Linked DNA regions of Callithrix jacchus: region 1 is linked to region 2. The links are chromatin contacts, called in public Hi-C maps. All regions are on one chromosome and are shown on one strand. Each heading gives the region's core, a stretch centred on a gene start, on an enhancer-like site or on the middle of the called end of the contact. The rest is flanking DNA. Distances are from core to core; before and after follow the strand shown. Region 1 holds the start of MB (myoglobin). Region 2 has its middle 12 kb from the start of HMOX1.

What was found. Hi-C and Micro-C count contacts between places; a contact is called where the count stands out from the background.
Region 1: a contact with region 2 is called in a Hi-C map of skeletal muscle, with 4 times the contacts expected there. The contact joins the promoter of MB here to the enhancer-like site in region 2. A contact is called at or near these places in 2 of 3 Hi-C or Micro-C datasets (induced pluripotent stem cells and skeletal muscle).

The regions. Positions count from the first base shown.
Region 1 is chr1:206,459,338-206,466,117 of calJac240_pri, forward strand. It overlaps MB (myoglobin), which reads right to left and starts at 2,777. Exons shown (of 4, transcript XM_054240720.2): 1 at 2,544-2,777.
Region 2 is chr1:206,223,835-206,230,008 of calJac240_pri, forward strand. No RefSeq gene overlaps it. Among named protein-coding and RNA genes, the nearest start is that of HMOX1, 12 kb to the right of the region's middle. Within about 2 kb of position 4,512, at least 6 of the 16 cell types and tissues checked have an H3K27ac peak or open chromatin away from gene starts, as enhancers often do. A contact at or near this core is called in skeletal muscle, where this site is marked.

The DNA of each region.
Region 1 (6,780 bases), core at 1,527-4,026, 230 kb after region 2:
GAGTGCCTGCCCCGGTCTCAGACCCTCAGAAGCTTTGACTCTTACTGCTGGTCACTCGCTGGGGGTGAGCCCAGGATGTGAGAGGGGAGGGCCGAAAGAAGGTGATGACACTGAGCTGTGCCACGCCTGACCCAGGGCCGCCTGCCCTGTGCACTGGGGAAGGCAGGGGGGACACATTCGAGACTCCTGGTGATTGAGTTGCAGGGTGCGGTTTTCAAATGCCCCGTGCCCTCCTGCGAGTCTCAGAACATCCCGAATGACTACTCGAATCCCAGCTCTTCTCCTATCTCTGGCCTCCTGAGTTGTCTGGGGACAGCCTGAGTGTTTAAAATCTCATCAACCCGTTACTGACGCTGAAGTGTTTAACATGAAGCTATCATCCGCTTGGCAGGCGCTCCCATGAACCAGCGTGCTCATGGAAACCTGTAGCTTTGAAGTCGATGGACCTTTTAAGTTTTACCATTTAAGCTAATGGGAAGGCACCGACATCTGTTTGTACTTACACATCTCTACAACAGAACAGCGTTACCTCGCAGTTGCCATGGCTACCTGGAGCCACCAGCTCTGTTTGGGGGCCATTATTATCCCCGTGGCAGCCTTCATTATGGCCGGGGCAGAGAAGCCGCAGGCGCATTATAGGAAAACCAGGCTGCCTTTGTGTGCAAAACTTTCTGCAGCCGTACACACTCATGCTGCACACACACACGCGCACACACACACATGCAGGGCACGTTAGTCTGACGGCCAGTGGGGAAAACTGGATCCCAACAAGTCAGGCCTCCTCTTTTTCCATTTCCTATCTCAGAATCCTTTGAATCCAAAACTGAGGCTCGCAGAATCATCCTCTGTGCTCCCAGTTCTGGACTCCCGAGATCCCAGAACTAAAATTCTAGAGTGTCAAAATCTTCAGCTTTTGGCCACCCGAGAAACTGGGATTCTAGATTCTAGACTCATAGAGAGCTAGAGGCAGAGAAGTCTAGAATTACAGGGCTGTAGCATCTTGTGGCTAAAAGAGGCCTTCCACGGTATTTTGTCCAATATCCCACTGAATGTAGTTTTCCCTGCAGATAATTGTCTGGCATCTGCTTGAATACTCCTGGGAATGGTGAGCTCACTACCTAAAGCTTCAAAAATTCTTTTTCATGTCGAACCAAAAGATGCCTCCACGTCACCGTCACTCCCTCGTGGTGGCTCCGCTGGCTCCTTGGGAATAGAGAGGCCCAGCTGAGTCTGTCTCACAAGAGAAGCAGCAGGCTCATCTAAGCCCTTTCTTGTCCAGACTGAACATCCCAAGACTTTCACTGAGCAAGGTGAGGCGGGGGCATCAGGCTGGTGGAGAAAGACAGGCTCTGAGATCTTCAGTCTCCAGCCACTGTCACCTCTAGTCACATGCACACAAAGAGAACGCTGTAGTGAGGGGCGTCCAGCACCCACCTGCACAGGTCTGAGCCCCCCAGGCAGCTGTGCACCTGGCTCCTCTATTTTTATGGTTAGAAAACCCAATCTAGGTGACCTGGGAATTTGCTAGCCCTTGGACAGGTGACAATTCCCCTCTGTAAATCTGGGATTAAGACTCCACCGGGGAAGAGCTAAGATGTGGCAAGAAGGAGTACTCTGGCTCCTCAAAGCCGGGAGTCCCCGAGGTCTCCGCCACTCCCTTCCTCCTCCTTCTGGGAACCAGCTTTTGCAGGCCAGGCTGGGCAGCGCCTCCCTCCTGCCAGCAGGCCCTCCCACCCCACTCCCAGCTTAGCTTGTGCTCCCTGGCAGAGTCTACCCTCCTGGACCAGCGCCAGGCCAGGACTCAGAGCAGAGCTGGGGCCTGAGGGTTGCAGGACCTGCTCAAGACCCTCGATGGGCCAGCAGGACCCCCACGCTTGCTCCAGACCCCAGAACCACCCCCCCCAGGCTGCTCCTCTCCAGCCCCTTAGGTCCATCATACTGACCACAGCTTCCCTTCTCTCCCCAGCTGTCCTCACAGAGCCTCCAGCCAAGCGGCCAGGACTGGGGGTGGGGAGAGGTGTCTTATAGCAGCCGGGGAGAGGCGCAGGGAGCTAAAAATACAGTTTACATGGCAAGGCTCCTCCTCTCCCTGCAGGCCCAGAGGGGCTTATTGGAGGAGGGCTGGCAAGAACGCAGTATCCTAATCCCCCAGTCAACAGATGTGGCCCGGGACACCGGCCTGCCTCGTCCCTTCACCCTGCCCGGCCTTGGAGGCTCAGAGTGGCTCCTCCAGCCCCACCATCCACCTGTCATCTGGACAGAGCCCAGTCCCACCTCCAGCCACCCAACCCCATGCTCACCCGTCCTCCCCTTTCTTCAAGGCTCGTTCCATAGGAACAGCTTTCCAGCTGGGACTCCCCCCGACCCCACTCCACCCGCTTCCTGGCAGATGTGCCTCTTCCCCACTCCGGCTCCAGCACTGGTGCAGCCTCTCATCTCTCTTGCTTTGGGGTGCACCCGTCTGGACTGGCTTCTTTCCATTTCTACCCTGTGAGGACCTCAGAAGCAGGAATATCAAAACCACACACTCGTATTGTACTTACTGCACGCCAGGGGTAGCGCTCCTCCCAGCGGCCCTTTCTTCTGCAGGAGACAGTTTTACAAGCCTCACTTTACACTTGAGGCCCAGAGAGGTTAAGTAACTTGCCCAAAGTCACACAGCTACTAAATGCCAAGCCCAAGATTGGAACCCAGGCAGTCTGCCTTCAGAGTCTCTGCTTCATGGCTAAGAACTGGTCTAATGTGGGGTTCTTCCCCTTCACTCTCTCACCTGCTCTACAGCACCTAGCAAAGGACCAGGCCAACAAGCTCTTGGATTGTTTATTTTTGTACTGAGTCCATTTAGGGTCTTGGCTTGCTGGAAGCAAAGGCAAAGACAGCCGGTGACCTTGCCCCAGGGGCTGACAATGGGGGCCCTACTGCCATCTAGTGGCAACAAGGAGAAAAGCCTGCACCATCTGTGCTCTCCGTTTCTCAGTCTCTCTTCCCAGCCAGCTGGGAGGGGGTTTTTTTCTGTCTCTATTCATGGCACCTTGCCTAGAAGACCATGGATGGCTTGCCAGATTATCAGAAGACGAATCATGATCTTTTAATATTGTGATCCAGGACAAGTGGCATAACTTTCAAAGGACTATGCATTTTTTGTCTGTAAATGAAATTTTGGAAATAATAACCTACCTCAAATGTCACTGTGAGGACTAAAAATAGGAGCACTGGCCAGGCACGGTGGCTCATGCCTGTAATTCCAGCACTTTGGGAGGCCAAGGAGGGAGAATCACTCAAGGTTAGAAGTTCGAGGCCAGCCTGGCCAACATGGTGAAACCCTGACTCTACTAAAAATACAAAATTAGTGAGGTGTGGTGGTGCATGCCTGTAGTCTCAGCTACTTGGGAGACTGAGACTGGAGAATTGCTGGAACCCAGGAAGCAGAGGTTGCATTGAGCCAAGATCACACCTCTGCACTCCACCAACCTGGGTGACAGAGTGAGACTCTGTCTCAAAATAATAATAATAATAAATAAAATTAAGAAAAAGGAGCACTGAGTGTGGTGGATACTCAGTGGTAAAAAAAAAAAAAAAAGAAAAAGAAACTTCAGTTAAGTTATAGTTGAGAAGGCAGCGCCCAGGCCTGCTAGGTGAAGGCCTTTGAGGGATGAATAGGAGTTTGTGCATAGATGATGGTTGGGCTGCACGTGAATGTATGAGGGAGCGTTCTGCAGAGTGGTCTAAGCAGAGGCATCAAACAGTGCTGCAAAGCCTGCTGGAGATGCGTGGGGCAATGGGAGCCATGGGAGGTGACACGTACTTGGGAAGAATCTTAGGTGCCAGGCTCAGGTGATGCCTGAGCAGAGTTTTGAAGGATCAATAGGAGTTTGTTAGGAGCAAAGTGAGGAAGAGATATTCCAAGCACAAGGACCAAGGCAAGGACTTAGGAGCTGAGAATGGACAGCCGCGTTCCATAGCACTCATGCTTACCTGGTGTGTGCCAGGCTCTGCGCTGGGCCCTGGGGGACCAAGGTGACACTACATGGCCTCTCAGCTTTGAGAGGCAGTAGCAGGAAGGGACGTGTGACCTAATGTTGTCAGCACTTTCTGATCAGGGCAGTAATAGGAGCCATTCAGTATAGGGCTAAAGGCTTTGGAATGAGCTTTCTGGATTTCGTGGTTGGCCATCCCATGTACTACTCTTGTGATCCATGAAAAGTGCCATAACTTTCCAGGATCTATGTTTTTGTTATCTATGAAGTGGAGATTTTGAAAGGAATACCCTATCTTAAATGTCATTGTGAGGATTAAAAGAGGGAGCACTCCGCATGTTGCCTGATACACAGTAAGTGCTCAATAATTGCACACTGTGATATAAGGTACAGAGAAATCATGGAGGAGTGCAGTTAATTCCACCAAGGAGCATGTTACTGAGAAGGTGATGTCTGAGCAAGGTTTTGAAGGATCAGTAAGAGTCTGGTAGGAGGCCGGGCGCAGTGGCTCACGCCTATAATCCCTGCAATTTGGGAGGCCGAGGCGGGTGGATCACGAGGTCAAGAGATTGAAGCCATCCTGGTCAACATGGTGAAACCCCGTCTCTACTAAAAATACAAAAAATTAGCTGGGCATGGTGGTGCGTGCCTGTAGTCCCAGCTACTCGGGAGGCTGAGGCAGGAGAATTGCCTGAACCCAGGAGGTAGAGGATGCGGTGAACAGAGATCACACCATTGCACTCCAGTCTGGGTAACAACAGCGAAACTCCATCTCAAAAAAAAAGAGTCTGGTAGGAGCAGAGTGAGGAAAAAGGCATTCCAAGTGCAAGCATCAAAGCATTCAAGGACGTGAAGTTGGTGTGTTAGGACTAGGTTTGCTTGTTGGTAGCAGAAAACTCAAAATAACATGGCTTCAACAACAGAGTATTAATTTCTCTTTCACATAGAAGTCTAGGTGATTCAGACCTGACATAGCACACTCCAGTGTCAGGGAACCAGCTTCCATCTACCTTAGTGCTGTGCCGTGTTACACATACAGCCTTCACCTCCTGATCCAAGATGTCTGCTTGAGCTCCAGCCATCGTGCCCTCATTCCAATCCGCAGGAAGGAGAAAGGGGTGAAGAAGGTTCTGCCCCCATCTTAAAGAACGCGTTCCAGAAGTTGTAATTAATACGTTATCTTACTGCACATCCGACGGCCATACCTCACTGCAGAGGAGGCCGGGATATGTAGTCTTTATTTCTACACAGTCATATCACAAGATGAAAACTGGAATTTCTCTTACTTAGAAAGAAGTGGGGAATGTAGATCAGATGAAAATGAGCGATTTCTATCATAGGAGACATAAAATAGCAGGCTATGCTGGGCATACAAATATTTTGGTGTTTCTGTGGTGGAAAACGTGAAGGGGAGAGTGACAATTTGAGAAATAAGCAGAGGGAGCCATGGGAGCCACAGACAGGTGGCATGTGCCCAGGGAGAGCCATGGAAGGGCTTCCGAGCAAGGGAGAGCCATGGTCTCATTTGCTGTCCTAGAAATATCACACTAATTGCAGATGTAATTAACATCATGGAGGGAACACGTCTGGAGCCAGGAGACAATTCTCCCTAACATTTAATTATAAACGTTTTTATACATGCAGCAAAGTGGAAAGGATTTCACATCGAAAACCACCTAAACTCTACCACTGGCATTTTACTAAATGGATTTAATCACGTTTATCTATCCCTCCATGCGTCCATCTATTCTTCTTACTTTGTGGCATTTTAAATTGCAGACATCTATCCACCTCCCTGCAAAAACTCCGCAACAAGTGACATGAACAAGAGTTTAATATTTGTTTGCATTTTTGTTTTTGCTGTAAGATGTAAAATTTCCGTTTAATTGCACATATCTTAAGTATACATTTGCTGAGATTTGACAACCGAATATACTTGTATAGCTCGAACTGTATCGAATTATAAAGCATTGTCGGCCGGGCGCGGTGGCTCAAGCCTGTAATCCCAGCACTTTGGGAGGCCGAGGCGGGTGGATCACGAGGTCAACAGATTGAGACCATCTTGGTCAACATGGTGAAACCCCGTCTCTACTAAAATTACAAAAAATTAGCTGGGCACGGTGGTGCGTGCCTGTAATCCCAGCTGCTCGGGAGGCTGAGGCAGGAGAATTGCCTGAACCCAGGAGGCGGAGGTTGCAGTGAGCCGAGATAGCACCATTGCACTCCAGCCTGGGTAACAAGAGCGAAACTCCGTCTCAAAAACAAAACAAAACATTGTCATCACCCCAAGTTCCTGCACCCACTCCCTAGTCAATTCTGCCCCCAATTCACCTGCCAGAGACAACCATTGTCCTGATTTTTTTTTTTTTTTTTTTTTTGAGACAGAGTCTCAATCTGTCACCCGGGTTGGAGTACAGTGGCACGATCTCAGCTCACTGCAACCTCCGCCTCTTGGGTTTCAAGCAATTCTCCTGCCTCAGCCTCCCTAGTAGCTGGGATTACAGGCGCCCACCACCACACTTGGCTACTTTTAAAAAAATTTTTAGCAGAGATGGGGTTTTGCCATGTTGATAAGGCTGGTCTCAAACTCCTGACCTCAGGTGATCCACCCGCCTCTGCCTCCCAAAGTGCTGGGAGGAAGGCAGACATTTGAAAGCCTGTTGGGGAGCCCTGTACTGAGTGGGGTTGGGCTCGGAGCTCAGGGAGAGGCAGGGCAGAGGGAGACAGGATTTTCAGGTTGGACTTGGAGGCTGGGGAGAGTCAGTTAACCAGACTGCCCATCATCTGCTGCCCGGAGTTGAGT
Region 2 (6,174 bases), core at 3,262-5,761:
ACTCCAGCCTGGGTAACAACAGCGAAACTCCGTCTCAAAAAAAAAAGAAAGAAAAAGAAAGAAAAAGAAAAAAAAAATACAAAAATTAGCTGGGTATGGTGGTGCACATCTGTAGTCCCAGCTACTCGGGAGGATGAGGCAGGAGAATTGCTTGAACTCAGGAGGCGGAGGTTGCGGTGAGCCAAGATTGCGCCATTGCACTCCAGTCTGGGTAACAACAGTGAAACTCCGTCTCAAAAAAAAAAAAAAAAAAAGCAAAACTTAGCTGGGTGTGGTGGCGGGCACCTGTAATCCCAGCTACTTGGGAAGATGAGGCAGAGAATTGCTTGAACCCAGGAGGCAGAAGCTGCAATGAGCTGAGATCCCACCATTGCCCTCCAGCCTGGGTGACACAGCGAGACTCTATCTCAAAAACAAAACAAAACAAAACGCCCCCGCCCTTACCTAACTCATTCATCCTTCAGGCCTCAGCTACAACGTCACCTCCTCAGACAAGGTACTCTCATTTCCTGACTGCTCAGTCACCCATCATGGAATTCACCTGCACGATTACCCTGGCAAAGAAGAATGGGAGGATCACAGATGGCTTAGAATCTCTCCGCAACCTCCATCTCCTGGTTCAAGCGATTCTTCTGCCTTAGCCTCCCTAGTAGCTGGGATTACAGGCAGGTGCCACCATGCCTGGCTAATTTTGTAGTTTTAGTAGAGATGGAGTTTCTCTGCCCAGGCTGGAGTGCAGTGGCACAATCTCAGCTCACTGAAACCTCTGCCTCCAGGGTTCTGGCAATTCTCCTGCCTCAGCCTCCCAGGTACCTGGGATTATAGGCACCCACCATCACGCCCAGCTAATTTTTTGTGTTTTTAGTAGAAACAGGGTTTCTCCACATTGGTCAGGTGATCTACTGACCTCGGGTGATCCATCTGCCTCAGCTTCCCAAAATGCTGGGATTACAGGTGTGAGCCACCACACCCAGTACCAAAAATTGAAAAAAAAAATTGTTTTGGAGTTGGAGTCTTGCTCTGCTGCCCAGGCTGAAGTGCAGTGGCGTGATCTTGGCTCACTGCAACCTCTGCCTCCTGGGTTCAAGGGATTCTCCTGCCTCAGCCTCCTGAGTAGCTGGGACTGCAGGTGCCTGCTACCACACCCGGCTAATTTTTGTATTTTTAGTAGAGATGGGGTTTCACCATGTTGGCCAGGATGGTCTCAATCTCTTGGCCTGTGATCTGCCCACCTCAGCCTCCCAAAGTCCTGGGATTACAGCTAAAAAGTGGGAGAACTGGAGCCCAGCCTAAGCTGGCTGCCCTCAGAGTCCAGGAGTTTGTCCAGTACACTGGGCTGTCCCATCGATGGTGGCCATAATTATTATTTCTTTCTGGTTTTAATTTTTTTTTTTTTGAGACAGAGTTTCACTCTTGTTGCCCAGATTGGACAGCAGTGGTGCCATCTCGGCTCACTGCAACCTCTGCCTCTTGGATTCAATCAATTCTCCTGCCTCAGCCTCCTGAGTAGCTGGGATTACAGGCATTTTACCCAATACCTGGCTAATTTTGTATTTTTAGTAGAGATGGGGTTTCACCATGTTGGTCAGGCAGGTCTCGAACTGACCTCAGGTGATTCATCTGTCTCAGACTCCCAAAGTGCTAGGATTATAGACGTGAGCCACCACCTCCGGCCTAAATTTTTATATTTATGGATTTAGGAGGTACAAGTGTGTTTTTGTTACATGGATATAGTGCCTGGGCTTTCAGTTTAACAATTACCCAAATAACATATATGGTACCCAGTAGGTAATTTCTCATCCCTCAATCCCCTCCCATCCGATTATTATTAATATTTTTGAGAAAGGGGTCTTGCTGTATTTGCCCAGGCTGGTCTCCAACTCCTGACCTCAAACAATCCTCCTGCCTCAGCCTCCCAAGAAGTAGCTGGGATTTCAGGCATGAGCCACCATGCCCAGCTGTGGTTTCTGATTTTTCAGCAAAAGTTAGTCCTCCCCTTGAAAAGAGAAGGTCATGAGTTCGAGACCAGCCTGATAAACATAGAGAAACCTAATCTCTACTAAAAATACAATAAACAGAAAATAGCTGAACACATATTGTGCACCACACAGTGAGTACACCAAGTTCCTACACCCCTGGCACTGGAAAACTGGGACTGTCATTTCCATTTTCCTGATAAAGAAGTGGAGACTGCAGAGTGAAGAGGTCACAGCATGGGTAAAGTAGAGTACAGTAACCAGCTCTGTCTGATGCCAAAGGCCAGGGGTTTTCCACCACACCCCCAGGCCATCTTCCCAGGGGATGCCGCCTCCCCAGAAGGCCAGGGCACATTCTGGAATTTCCTCAGAGAGGACCTTGGACCCCTGGACCTTGGACCCTCACAGAGATCCTTTCTCAGAGCTGCCTGCCAGGGACCCCCTAAGAACTAAATATTTCCCAGCATTTGACAGGTGACACAGTGGGTCCATAGACACTCTCACAGGTGGCTCTCTTGATGGTCAAAAGCCAGTTTTTTGGAGGCCAAGGTGGGCGGATCACCTGAGGTTGGGAGTTCAAGACCAGCCTGACCAACATGGTGAAACCCCGTCTTAAAAAAACAAAATAAACAAAAAAAAAAGCCAGTTTTGGGGTTTGTTTGTTTGTTTTTAATAGAGATGGGGTTTCACCATGTTGGCCAGGATGGTCTTGCGCTCCTGACCTCGTGATCCACCTGCCTTGGCCTCCCAAAGTGCTGGGATTACAATTGTGAGCCACCGTGCCTGGCCTAACTTTTTGTTTTTTAGAGACAAAGTCTCACTCTGTAACCCAGGCTGGAGTTCAGTGACATGATCATAGCCCATCATAACCTCCAATTCCTGGCCTTAAGGGATCCTCCCATCTCAGCCTCCCAAGTATCTGGGACTACAGCGGCATGCCACCTCACCCACCTAATTTTTAATATTTTTTTGTAGAGACAGGGGTCTCACTTTGTCACTCAGGCTGTCTCAAACTCCTGGCTTAAGTGGTCCTCCTACCTGGACCTCCCAAAAGTGCTGGAATTACTGACATGAGACACTGTACCCTGCTATAATTTTTTTAGTTCTAAGAAATATACTAGCAGGGTGCGGTGGCTCGTGCCTGTAATCTCAACACTTTGGGAGGCTGAAGTGGGTGGATCACCTGAGGTCGGAAGTTCAAGACCAGCCTGACCAACATGGAGAAATCCCGTCTCTACTAAAAATACAAAATTAGCCAGGCATAGTGGTGCATGTCTGTAGTCCCAGCTACTGGAGAGGCTGAGGCAGGAGAATCACTTGAACCTGGGAGGCAGAGGTTGCAGTGAGCCGAGATTGCGCCATTGCTCTCCAGCCTGGGCAGCAAGAGTGAAACTTAGTCTCAGGAAAAAAAAAAAAAGGAATACACTAAAATGTTAATAGTGGTTGTACAAGTTGGAATTATAGAGTTAAATGTTGTACAATAGCCATGCATTATTTTCATACCTGGTAAATAAAGAATACAGTATTTTTAAATTTATTTAAATGTCAAGGATGGGCTGGCATGGTGGCTCACACCTGGAATCCAGCATTTTGTAAGGCAAGGCAGGCAGATCGCTTGAGCTCAAGAGTTTGAGATCAGCCTGGACAACATGCCGAGATCCTGTCTCCATCAGAAACACAAAAAATGAACCAGGTGGACATGGTGGCACAGACTTGTGATCATAGCTAGTTGGGAGGCTAAGGTGTGAGGATTGCTTGAGGCCGGGTGATGGAGTCTGCAGTGAGCCGAGATCGTGCCACTGCACTCTAGCCTGAGTAACAGGGTGAGATCCAGTCTAAAAAAAAAAAAGAAAAGAAAAGAAAAGAAAAAAGGCAAGGATGATGATGATAACAGACCCAGGGAATATCATTAAGTGAACGAGAAATTATCTTTATTCCTCACTTTTAAGATGGGGAAACTAAGGCCTCAGGAAGATAACCAAGTGTTTGCTGAATTGGGCTGAAGGAGATCTCCAATCACTAAATAGCAACCACCACCTTCCCAGGAGGCTATCCAAGCTCCCACAATGGGCCAGACACCGGGGCTCATGACTGTAATTGCAGCACTTTGGGAGGCCGAGGCGGGTGGATCACCTGGGGTCAGGAGTGTGAGACCAACCTGGCCAACATGATGAAACCACACACACACACACACACAAATTAACCGGGTGTGGTGGCGCCTGTAATCCCAGCTACTCGAGAGGCTGAGGCAGGAAAATTGCTTGAACCTGGGAGGCGGAGGTTGCAGTGAGCCGAAATCGCACCACTGCATTCTAGCCTGGGCGACAGAGCAAGACTCCTCAAAAAAAAAAAGGGGGGGGGGGGAACAGTAAGTTCCTACGGTGCTGCTGAGCTTGTGATTGGCAGAGGCATTCGTTATTCGTTCAAGGTTTTTTGTTAAGGGACCCGGTATCTACTACTAGGCAGTTCTCACCTTTGGGGCTCACTTAAGCCTCCCAGCAATCCTGCTGTTAACCAGTCTTTAGAGCTTAGAGAGGGGAAGAGGCAGGGGCCAGGTCCGAAAGAAAGGCACACTGTCTCCATTACACCGAAAGCCTGGGGCACACATCCCCCCCAACCCCCCTCCCCCGCGCTCAGCCAGCCTGGCGCCGCTGGCCCCTGCTGAGTAATCTTTTCTTAAGCCAAGTGGCTCTGTTTTTCCTGCTGAGTCACGGTCCCGAGGTCTATTTTCGCTGAGTCACCGCCCCGATCTGTTTTCGCTGAGTCACGGTCTCAAGGTCTATTTTCGCTGAGTCACGGTCTGGAGATCTGTTTTCGTTGAGTTCCAGCTGCTCCAGGTTTAATCCCTTGGGGTAAAGTCCGGAACGTCAGGGTGGAGTCTGGAGTCGGGATGTGCCTGGGCGAGCAAGTCCACGGCCTCGTCTGGGGCCTGAATCCTAGGGAAGCCGCAGCAGCTCCTCCACTCTTCCTCTCACTCGTCCTCTAGCCTCTTGCCACTCCCCGCACCCCTGTTTTAGGGAACTTCTATCTCCTGACGGCTTGCCGCAGGCCAGGCGCTGAACTGGGGCCTTCACACTTTAAATGGCGGTTGGGCGGGGCGCAGGGGCGCCGCAACCTAAATGTGGGAGCTACTTAAATGAAGGAGCATCTGTAAATTAGCTGGCCTGTCATCTTCAAAAACTTCAAAGGCTGAGGATGCCAAAGAGGCAGTATAATTAAATGCAATGCACGCTCTTGGGCTGGAGCCTGGTCTAGTAAAACGGCTAAAGAGGAAGTTATTGGGGCAATAGGGGACACTTGAATGTAAGCTTTATATTGAAGAAGTTCAGGACATGCAACCCAAAATATGCAACTTTGGATTAAGGAGCATTATTATTTTGAAATAGGGTCTCACTCTGTCACCCAAGCTGTAGTGCAGAGGCACCATCTCGGTTCACTGCAACCTCCACCTCCTGGGTTCAAGGGATTCTCGTGCCTCAGCCTCCCGAGTAGCTGGGATTACTCATTGATTAAGGATTACTTTGAGCTGGTCAGGTGTCGTGGTGCATGCCTGTAGTCCCAGCACTTTGGGACACCAACATGGGGGTATTGCTTGAGCTCAGGAGTCCAGACCAGCTTGGGCAACATGATGAAACTTTATCTCTACAAAAAATAGAAAATACAAAAATTTTTCCAGGCATGGTGGTGCGTGGCTGTAGTCTCAGCTACTTAGGGAGGCTGAGGCAGGAGGATTGCTTGAGCCCAGAAGGTTGAGGTTGCAGGCCACTGCACTCCAGCCTGGGCAGTGGAGTGAGACTGTCTCAAAAAAAGAAAAAATTATTTTGAGGTAAAGCCCCTTAAAAAACCAAACCAAACCAAAGAGGTGTAAGGTTGCTCTGGGCCATCCACAGTGGCTCAGGCCTGTGATCCCAGCATTTTGGGAGGCCCAGGTGGGCAGATCACCTGAGGTCAAAGTTCGACACCAGCTTGACCAACATGGAGAAACCCTGTCTCTCCTAAAAATACAAAGTTAGCCGGGTGTGGTGGCGTATGCCTATAATCCCAGTTACTCAGGAGGCTAAGGCAGGAGAATCGCTTGAATCCAGGAGGCAGAAGTTGCAGGGGTGAGCCGAGATCATGCCACTGCACTCCAACCTGGGCAACAGCAATATTCCATCTCAAAAAAAAAAAAAAAAAAAGTTGCTCTGACCTTCTTTTT